Linked DNA regions of Sus scrofa: region 1 is linked to region 2. Evidence: chromatin contacts called from public HiChIP or PLAC-seq data. All regions are on one chromosome and are shown on one strand. Each heading gives the region's core, a stretch centred on a gene start, on an enhancer-like site or on the middle of the called end of the contact. The rest is flanking DNA. Distances are from core to core; before and after follow the strand shown. Region 1 overlaps DCP1A (decapping mRNA 1A). Region 2 overlaps RFT1 (protein RFT1 homolog).

Region 1 (4,022 bases), core at 833-3,332, 170 kb before region 2:
TTGATAACAGCTTGCAAAATGTAGTACACTATCACAACCAGGATCTTGACACAATATACCCATCTCATTCATATTTCCTTACTTTTATTCATACTCATTTGTGTGTGTATGTGCATGTGTGTACTTAGTTCTGTGCAATTTTTTCTTATGTAGAGCTTTGTGTATCTACCACCACAGGCAAGATGTAGTAGATCCACACAAGGATTCTTGATTGCCCTTTGATTATCACACTGACTTACATGTCGCACCCTCCCAGCCTTCCCCCTTCCCATCCCTAGCCCCCAGCAGTGACTAATCTGTCTCCAGCTCTATAATGTTGTTGCTTCAAGAAGTTTCTGTAAATGGGAGTTCCCATTGTGGCTCAGCTGGTTACAAACCCTACTAGTATCCATGAGGATATAGGTTCGATCCCTGGCCCTGCTCAGTGGGTTAAGGATCCAGCACTGTCATGAGCTGTGGTGTAAGTCATAAATGTGGCTCAGATCCCACGTTGCCGTGGCTGTGGCATAGGGTGGCAGCTGCAGCTCCGATTAGACCCCTAGCCTGCGAACTTCCATATGCCACAGGTACAACCCTAAAAAGAAAAAGAAGAATTTTCTATAAATGGAATCATACAATATATAAACTTCTGGGGTTGTCTTTCTTCATACAGCACAACTCCTGAAGATTCATTGAAATTGTTGTGTATATCAATAATTCCCTTTCACTGCTGGGTGTAATTTACATTTTTAACCATTTTCCTGTTAAGGGACATCTGGATTGTTTTAAGTTTAGGGCTGTTATTAATAAAACTTCCATGAACATTTGTATGTATGTTTTTGTATATAAATTTTTTTTCTCTGAAATAAATGCCCAAGAGTGTAAATGTTGGGTAATTTGGTAATTGCATGTTTTAATTTAGTAAAAAACTGCCATATTGTTTTCCAGAGAGGCTGTACTATTTTACATTCCCATGAACAATGTATCCATCATCTTTTTTAGGTGTGTAGATGATGGTTAATTTAAAACAGATTTTTGTATACTATATACCTTTGCTCCATTTTACCGTGCTTGGAGTTAGGATCCTGAAGGCCAAACATATATTAAAAGCAGTGCTATGTAAAATTTAATTTTACAAAAATAGATGTTAAGAGAGGCAGGGAAGGAGCAGAGTCTCCAGATTCCTTCTGGTCTGGTTTATTAGCCATGACTGTCCAGTGAGCCAGTCACTTCCTGTTTTCTTTCTGTTTTTTTTTTTTAAGGTCCACACCAGTGGCATATGGAGGTTCCCAGGCTAGGGGTCCAATTGGAGCTATAGCCACCAGCCTACACCACAGCCACACAATGCCAGCCACAACAAGCCCAGCCAGGTCTGCAACCTATACCACAGCTCACAGCAACACCAGATCCTTAATCCACTGAGCGAGGCCAGGGATCAAACCTGCATCCTATGGATGCTAGTCAGATTCATTTCTGCTGAGCCACGACTGGAACTCCATCTTTCTTTTTTTTTTTTTTTAATTAATTTTTATTATATATTGGAGCATAGTTGATTTACAATTGTGTCTTAGTTTCAGATGTACAACAAAGTGATTTAGTTATACATATATCCCTTTCCTTTCTGAATCATGGGATTAAGGATTCTTGCACTGCCTAACTCACAGACTAACTGTAAGACCCAAATGAAAAAAATGGACCCTTAGAGTTACATTGTGGTTCAGCAGTAATGAACCTGACTAGGAGGACACGGGTTTGATCCCTGGCTTTGCTCAGTGGGTCAAGGATCCAGTGTTGCCGTGAGCTGTGGTGTACGTCGTCGCAGATGAGGCTCACATCTGGTGTTGCTGTGGCTGTGGTGTAGGCTGGCACCTGTAGCTCCAATTCAGTCCCTAGCCTGGGAACTTCCATATGCCATGGGTGTGGCCCTAAAAAAAAAAAAGGAAGGAAGGAAAGAAATGGGCCTCCTAAAACTCCATTTTATAGGCCACAGTGGCAGCATTTTGTAAACTATTGAGATCTGGATACTATCAAAGCCCCATGATTGACGAAAATTAGCTTAAATCCATAATCAGCCCTATGCAAAGATAGTTCATTGGTGTAGTAGTACTGCCATCTAGTGCTGAGAAAAAAAAATGCTCTTGAGCTTTAATAGTATTAAATTTTACTTGTTCCATAATTAACTTATTGTTAAACTTCCCTTGGGACTGTTTTCCTAGATTTTTTTTTTTGGTATTGTTTTTTTGGTCCCTGTGGTTAAGAATAATCATACCTTCTAGTGTTCCCAGGGCACTCCCAGGTAAGAAATCTGACATGTACACAATAAACTTAAACAGAAATATTAGATTCTGGAGTTCCCATCATGGCTAAGCAGAAATGAATCCAACTAGGAACCATGAGGTTGTGGGTTCAATCCCTGGCCTTGCTCAGTGGGTTAAGGATCCGGCATTGCCGTGAGCTGTGGTGTAGGTCGCAGATGCAGCTCAGATCTGATATTGCTGTAGCTGTGGTGTAGGCCGACGGTTACAGCTCTGATTGGACCCCTAGTCTGGGAACCTCCGTATGTCATGTGAGGCCCTAAAAAGACAAATATATATACAAGCTTCTCTAAACAGCAAAATAGGGTGAGGAAGGAACAATGGTCTGCTATAATTTATAAGAATTTTTTTGAGTACCATACATGCTGTCACTTAGTAAATTCTGTTTCCCAAGGGAATGGTCAGACTAAAACTAGGTTTAAGTGAGGCATTGCAGAGCTCAGAATCTAGACTTTAAGCTTATTCAGACATGAATCAAGAATAAAATTTCACCTTTTCCACAGATGAGGGATGATGAATCCATGAATAAAAAGCCCAGCTCCTAGAGGAATGCAGCCAGTTTTTCTTGTCAGAAGCAGAGAAGCATAGAGAGGGTCCTTTCCAAGTCAGATTATATAGAGCTTTAGGGAGCTTACATGGAGGCACGTGCTATGCTCACTCACCCTCCTTTGACTGATTCAGCCATTTACCTATTTCCAAAAATTGGTCCATTTTGACCTGTGTCCACTTCTTAGTCCTTTGAGCCATAGTTGTACCTCTGTTTCCCAGAGGATTATATCACCATTCAGTTGATTAAGTAACCTGTAATCTGCTCAGTGGACATCTCAGTGCAGTGCAATAGTGATTAAGAATGTGAAGTGTCTTGTTAGAACTAGGTTGGAGTCTGGTTCTGTTGTTGTACTTGAGCATCATCTATAAAATGGCAATAATAATAGTACTCTGACACCCATCCCACACACCCTATTCCAGAGAAGGTCTGAGAATCTGTGTCTGGCCTGGCAGAAGTTGCAGGGAGGCAGCATGGAGAAATCTGGAAACTGTCTGCTTCATTTGCAGTCAGGGTGCAGCGTTCTACCATATAGTTTCCTTTTTTTAATATGAAGTAGATTTTAAGCCATTAGAAATACCTGTTTTTAAATATAAGTGTAGAAACATTTCACATGTAAATGTGGATAATTTTACTTATTCAAAAGTTGATTTGTGGGAGTTCCCTTTGTGGTGCAGCAGAAACTAATCTGACTAGTAACCATGAGGATGCAGGTTCAATCCCTGGCCTCACTCAGTGGGTCAGGAATCCCACATTGCCATGAGCTGTGGTGTAGGTCGCAGATGAAGATCGGATCCCACGTTGCTGTGGCTGTTGTGTAGGCTGGCAGCTGTAGCTCTGATTTTACCCCTAGCCTGGGAATGTCCGTGTGCTATGATAGAGGACTTTAAAAAAAAAAAAATGTTGATTCGTGTTCTACTAGACAGCTAGAAATTGCCACCTGGATCATGTCATTTTTGAAGCCTAAGGTGTATTTCATTCATGGTAAGGCTTCTCCATGTCCTGTTGTTTGAGTGGTCTTTTTCTTACAACTTAAAATAGTATTCTTACTGGAAAAGACTCTTAAGTTTCTACAAGATAGTTCCAATATGGTCTCTTTTTTAAAGTAGGCATATCTAAATGTTGGTATACACACACAGACACACATGCATGCATGCATGCATTAAAAAAAAGAATGTGGT
Region 2 (3,776 bases), core at 568-3,067:
TGGAGGTTCCCAGGCTAGGGGTCTGAACAGAGCTGTAGCTTCTGACCTACACCATAGTCACAGCAACACCAGATCCAAGCTGCCTCTGCGACCTACACCACAGCTCACGGCAACACTGGATCCTTAACCCACTGAGCAAGGCCAGGGATCAAACATGCAACCTCATCGTTCCTAGTTGGATTCGTTTCCACTGTACCATGGCAGGAACTCCTGGAGGGAACTGCTTCTGAGCCAGGCCTTGACACATGAGTGGGTGGAGGTGAATGTGTACATGGGATGGAAATGAGCATTTGTGGCTGTGAGAAGGAAGAGCATTTGCTTAGGCCCTGTTATATGCCCTTCACTGTGTTGGACTTGGGATTGCAGTGGTGACTGGACACTTAAGGTGGCTGGACGTTTGGGCAGGGGAGAAGTGAAGAAACAAAAGGGGAAGGAGGTTATTTGGGCTGCTGAGCTACAGCCAAGTAATGATGTTCTCAGTGCTGTGGAGTGTAATTCAAGGGCAGTGGAGCCTAATGAAAGGTTTTTGAACAGTACCATGATCTAACTGCTTGTGTTGAGGAGCTTCCCATCTGCTACAGATTTATCATGTCTCATTTTGTCTCATTCAGTCCTTATACCAGCTTCAGGAGGTAGGACTTCTTATCCCATTTTGCAGTTGAGAAAACTGAAGCTTAGCAAAATTAAGTGTCTTGACCATGTCCTTCACACTCTGTAAATGAGGAGCTGTAGTTCGATCCCCTGTCTCTGTGCTGGACTCGAAAGCCTGAACCCTACCACAAGGAGGCTGGAAAAGGTTAGAAAAGGTTAGAAGTGAGGAAGAGCACAAGGAGGCAGTACCATGGTGATGAGGACAGTGGGCTGGTGGGTGAAAATGGGACCGTGGACAAAGCCAGGGCAATCGACAGCTCTGGAGTGAGAGGGAGAGGAAGGAGCACCGCTTAGGGTGTGGTGGTGATGGGAGAGCAGGGGGCAAGACCGTGGCCCCAGTGACTCTCATCAATGTGGTAAATATGCATCTGGTTGGACCATTCTGGGTCAGAAGCATTTAGGAAGTGAACGAGTGATTCAGGTTAAAGCACAGTGAGCCCCTGAGCTCCAGTTCCAGACCTTCTCCAGAGGTACTGCCCATCCCCTTTCCCCATCCATACCTCAGTTTCTCCATCAGTACAGGAAGGTAGTGGAATGGCTTGTGCATCAGGGGATCCTGAAGAAATTCACAGCCATGTAGACCAGCTCAGCAGTACCAACTTAGCTCTTGTGGAAGAGACAGCGTCTTTTGACCTTTCCAAATGACAGATCCATTCAGAACAGTAAAAGCCCAAAGAATGTGTTTCATTTTCTAGCACTTAGCAGATGCCTCTGAGAAGAAACCCAGCCTCCTGTCAGACTTCCTACCTCTTATGTCCTTATTGAGCATTTTGGAGTTAGTGAGCAGGGTGGCCATTCCTTCCAAACCATGGGTCTGATTAAATTGGAGGCACTAGGAGAAAGGAATGCTCAAGTATGAGCTTTCAGATCAGATATCCTGTCATGATTTCATTCTCCTAGAGAACTTTTTTTTTTTTTTAAGGAGCTCGGTCACATTTCCAAACCAGTTCACAACCTACTGGCATGTAGGCTTCACAACAGCCTTGTTGGCCCACCATAACTGTTCATTTCCTTTAGAAAGAGCATGGTTACTTTTCAGACCTACCCCACCCCTCAGAGGACCACCTGGCATGGAACGGGCAGTGTGAGAGAGGGAAGATGCTGTGTTCTGGCTCCCCCCAAAGCCAGCTATGGGCAGGATCAGTGTATGAGGATGATATGGTTCACAGTGCCCCCTAGTGGTGTAGGGAGGTCCAGCGCTCTTTGTTCTGGAAAAAGGAAATGTCCAGTTTCCTTCTGACTGGGGAAAATTTGCTCCTGGACTAGAGCTACCCCCGGCATCGGCTCCAGGTCCAGTGATGTGTTGAAGGCAGTGTGGTTTGGGAAGAAGGTTCAGAACTTTCCTCCAAATCTGGCAGAAAGGTTCTGAAACCAAGGGGTGAGAAGATTTGGGGACTGGAAACGACCCTTGCTTTCAAGGGTACTCTAGACTTGCCCTGTCCTAAACGGTACACACCAGCCACATGTGGCTACAGAGCATTTGGAATTGAGATGAGCTGTAAGTGCACTCAATACACACAGGATTTCAAAGAATTAATATAGAAAAATAATGTGGGGAGTTCCCGTCGTGGCGTAGTGGTTAATGAATCCGACTAGGAACCATGAGGTTGCGGGTTCGGTCCCTGCCCTTGCTCAGTGGGTTAACGATCTGGCATTGCCGTGAGCTGTGGTGTAGGTTGCAGATGCGGCTCGGATCCCGCGTTGCTGTGGCTCTGGCGTAGGCCGGTGGCTACAGCTCCGATTCGACCCCTAGCCTGGGAACCTCCATATGCCGCGGGAGCGGCCCAAGAAATAGCAACAATAACAACAACAACAATAACAAAAAGACAAAAAAGACAAAAAAAAAAAAAAAGAAAAAGAATGTGAAATTCTTCCAGTATTTCTTTTCATGTTACAATGATAATATTTGAGGTTAAATCAAGTATATTAAAATTAATGTTACCCGAAGTTCCCGTCGTGGCTCAGTGGTTAACGAATCCGACTAGGAACCATGAGGTTGCAGGTTCGATCCCTGGCCTTGCTCAGTGGGTTAAGGATCCAGCGTTGCTGTGAGCTGTGGTGTAGGTTGCAGATGCGGCTCGGATCCCACATTGCTATGACTCTGTCATAGGCTGGGCGGCTATAGCTCCGATTCGACCCCTAACCTGGGAACTTCCATGTGCCCCAGGAGCGGCCCAAGAAATGGCAAAAAAGAAGAAAAAATTAAATTAAATTAATTTTACCTGTTTCTTTTTACTGTTCATTGTAGGCTGCTAGAAAATTTAAAATTATGTATGTGGCCTGATTATATTTCTACTGAATAGCATTGCTCTGAACAGATGGGCTTTGGGCCAAGAGCAGGGGCCCATGTGACTAGGACAGGTTCCAGGCCTGGCCTTGGACCACCTTCCATAGGTAAAGTCGACCTTTTGGAGAGGTGGGATGAGCTTGGCCCAGTGATTCATTCTTTCCTCCTAAAGAACCCCCTGAAATCACATCTTTCAAAAGTCATCACTGAGTTAATAAGAATATTTCAAAATGCAAGTATCCTGAGATTAAGAACCTAACACCTGGAGTTCCCTTTGTGGCTCAGCGGTTAATGAACCTGACCAGGAAACGTGAGGTTGCGGGTTCGATCCCTGGCCTCGCTCTCAGTGGGTTAAGGATCTGGCGTTGCTGTGAGCAGTGGTATAGGTCGCAGATGCAGCTGGGATCTGATGTTGCTGTGGCTGTGGTGTAGGCCAGCAGCTGCAGCTCTGATTCGCCCCCTAGCCTGGGAACCTCTGTATGCCGTGAGTGTGGCCCTAAAAAGCAAAAAGCAAAAAAAAAAACCAAAAAACAAAAAAACAAAAACTAACACCTAAACTGAATATTCTGGAATCCCAGGATGCCTTCATGATCGAGGAGTGGCTCCTAGAAGGAGCTGGGGAGGAAGTAGAAAAGCAGTCATGTCCAGCTAGCTGCCCTACTCCTGCATTTTATAGTCAGCTCTCTGGCTTTGAGGCCACCTGTCTCTTACAGTGTGACCTCTGCCCTTCCTAAGCATTTGCTTCCTTCTTACTCTCCTTGTCCTTAGGAAATGGGGAGTTGGTACTCCCCCTGGGAGTTTTAGAAGAACCATATCAGAATTTTTATTTTGTTTTCTT

Evidence for each region. HiChIP or PLAC-seq counts read pairs in DNA pulled down with a chosen protein or histone mark.
Region 1: a contact with region 2 is called in an H3K27ac HiChIP or PLAC-seq map of alveolar macrophages. The contact joins two enhancer-like sites. A contact is called at or near these places in 2 of 47 Hi-C or Micro-C datasets (embryonic fibroblasts and epiblast stem cells) and 1 of 2 datasets of contacts at active chromatin or transcription factors (alveolar macrophages).

The regions. Positions count from the first base shown.
Region 1 is chr13:35,406,626-35,410,647 of Sscrofa11.1, reverse strand. The region is part of intron 6 of DCP1A (decapping mRNA 1A); the gene reads left to right. Among named protein-coding and RNA genes, the nearest start is that of TKT, 31 kb to the right of the region's middle. Within about 2 kb of position 2,082, at least 3 of the 83 cell types and tissues checked have an H3K27ac peak or open chromatin away from gene starts, as enhancers often do. A contact at or near this core is called in alveolar macrophages, where this site is marked.
Region 2 is chr13:35,233,327-35,237,102 of Sscrofa11.1, reverse strand. All of the region lies in intron 6 of RFT1 (protein RFT1 homolog), which reads left to right. Among named protein-coding and RNA genes, the nearest start is that of RFT1, 23 kb to the left of the region's middle. Within about 2 kb of position 1,817, at least 12 of the 83 cell types and tissues checked have an H3K27ac peak or open chromatin away from gene starts, as enhancers often do. A contact at or near this core is called in alveolar macrophages, where this site is marked.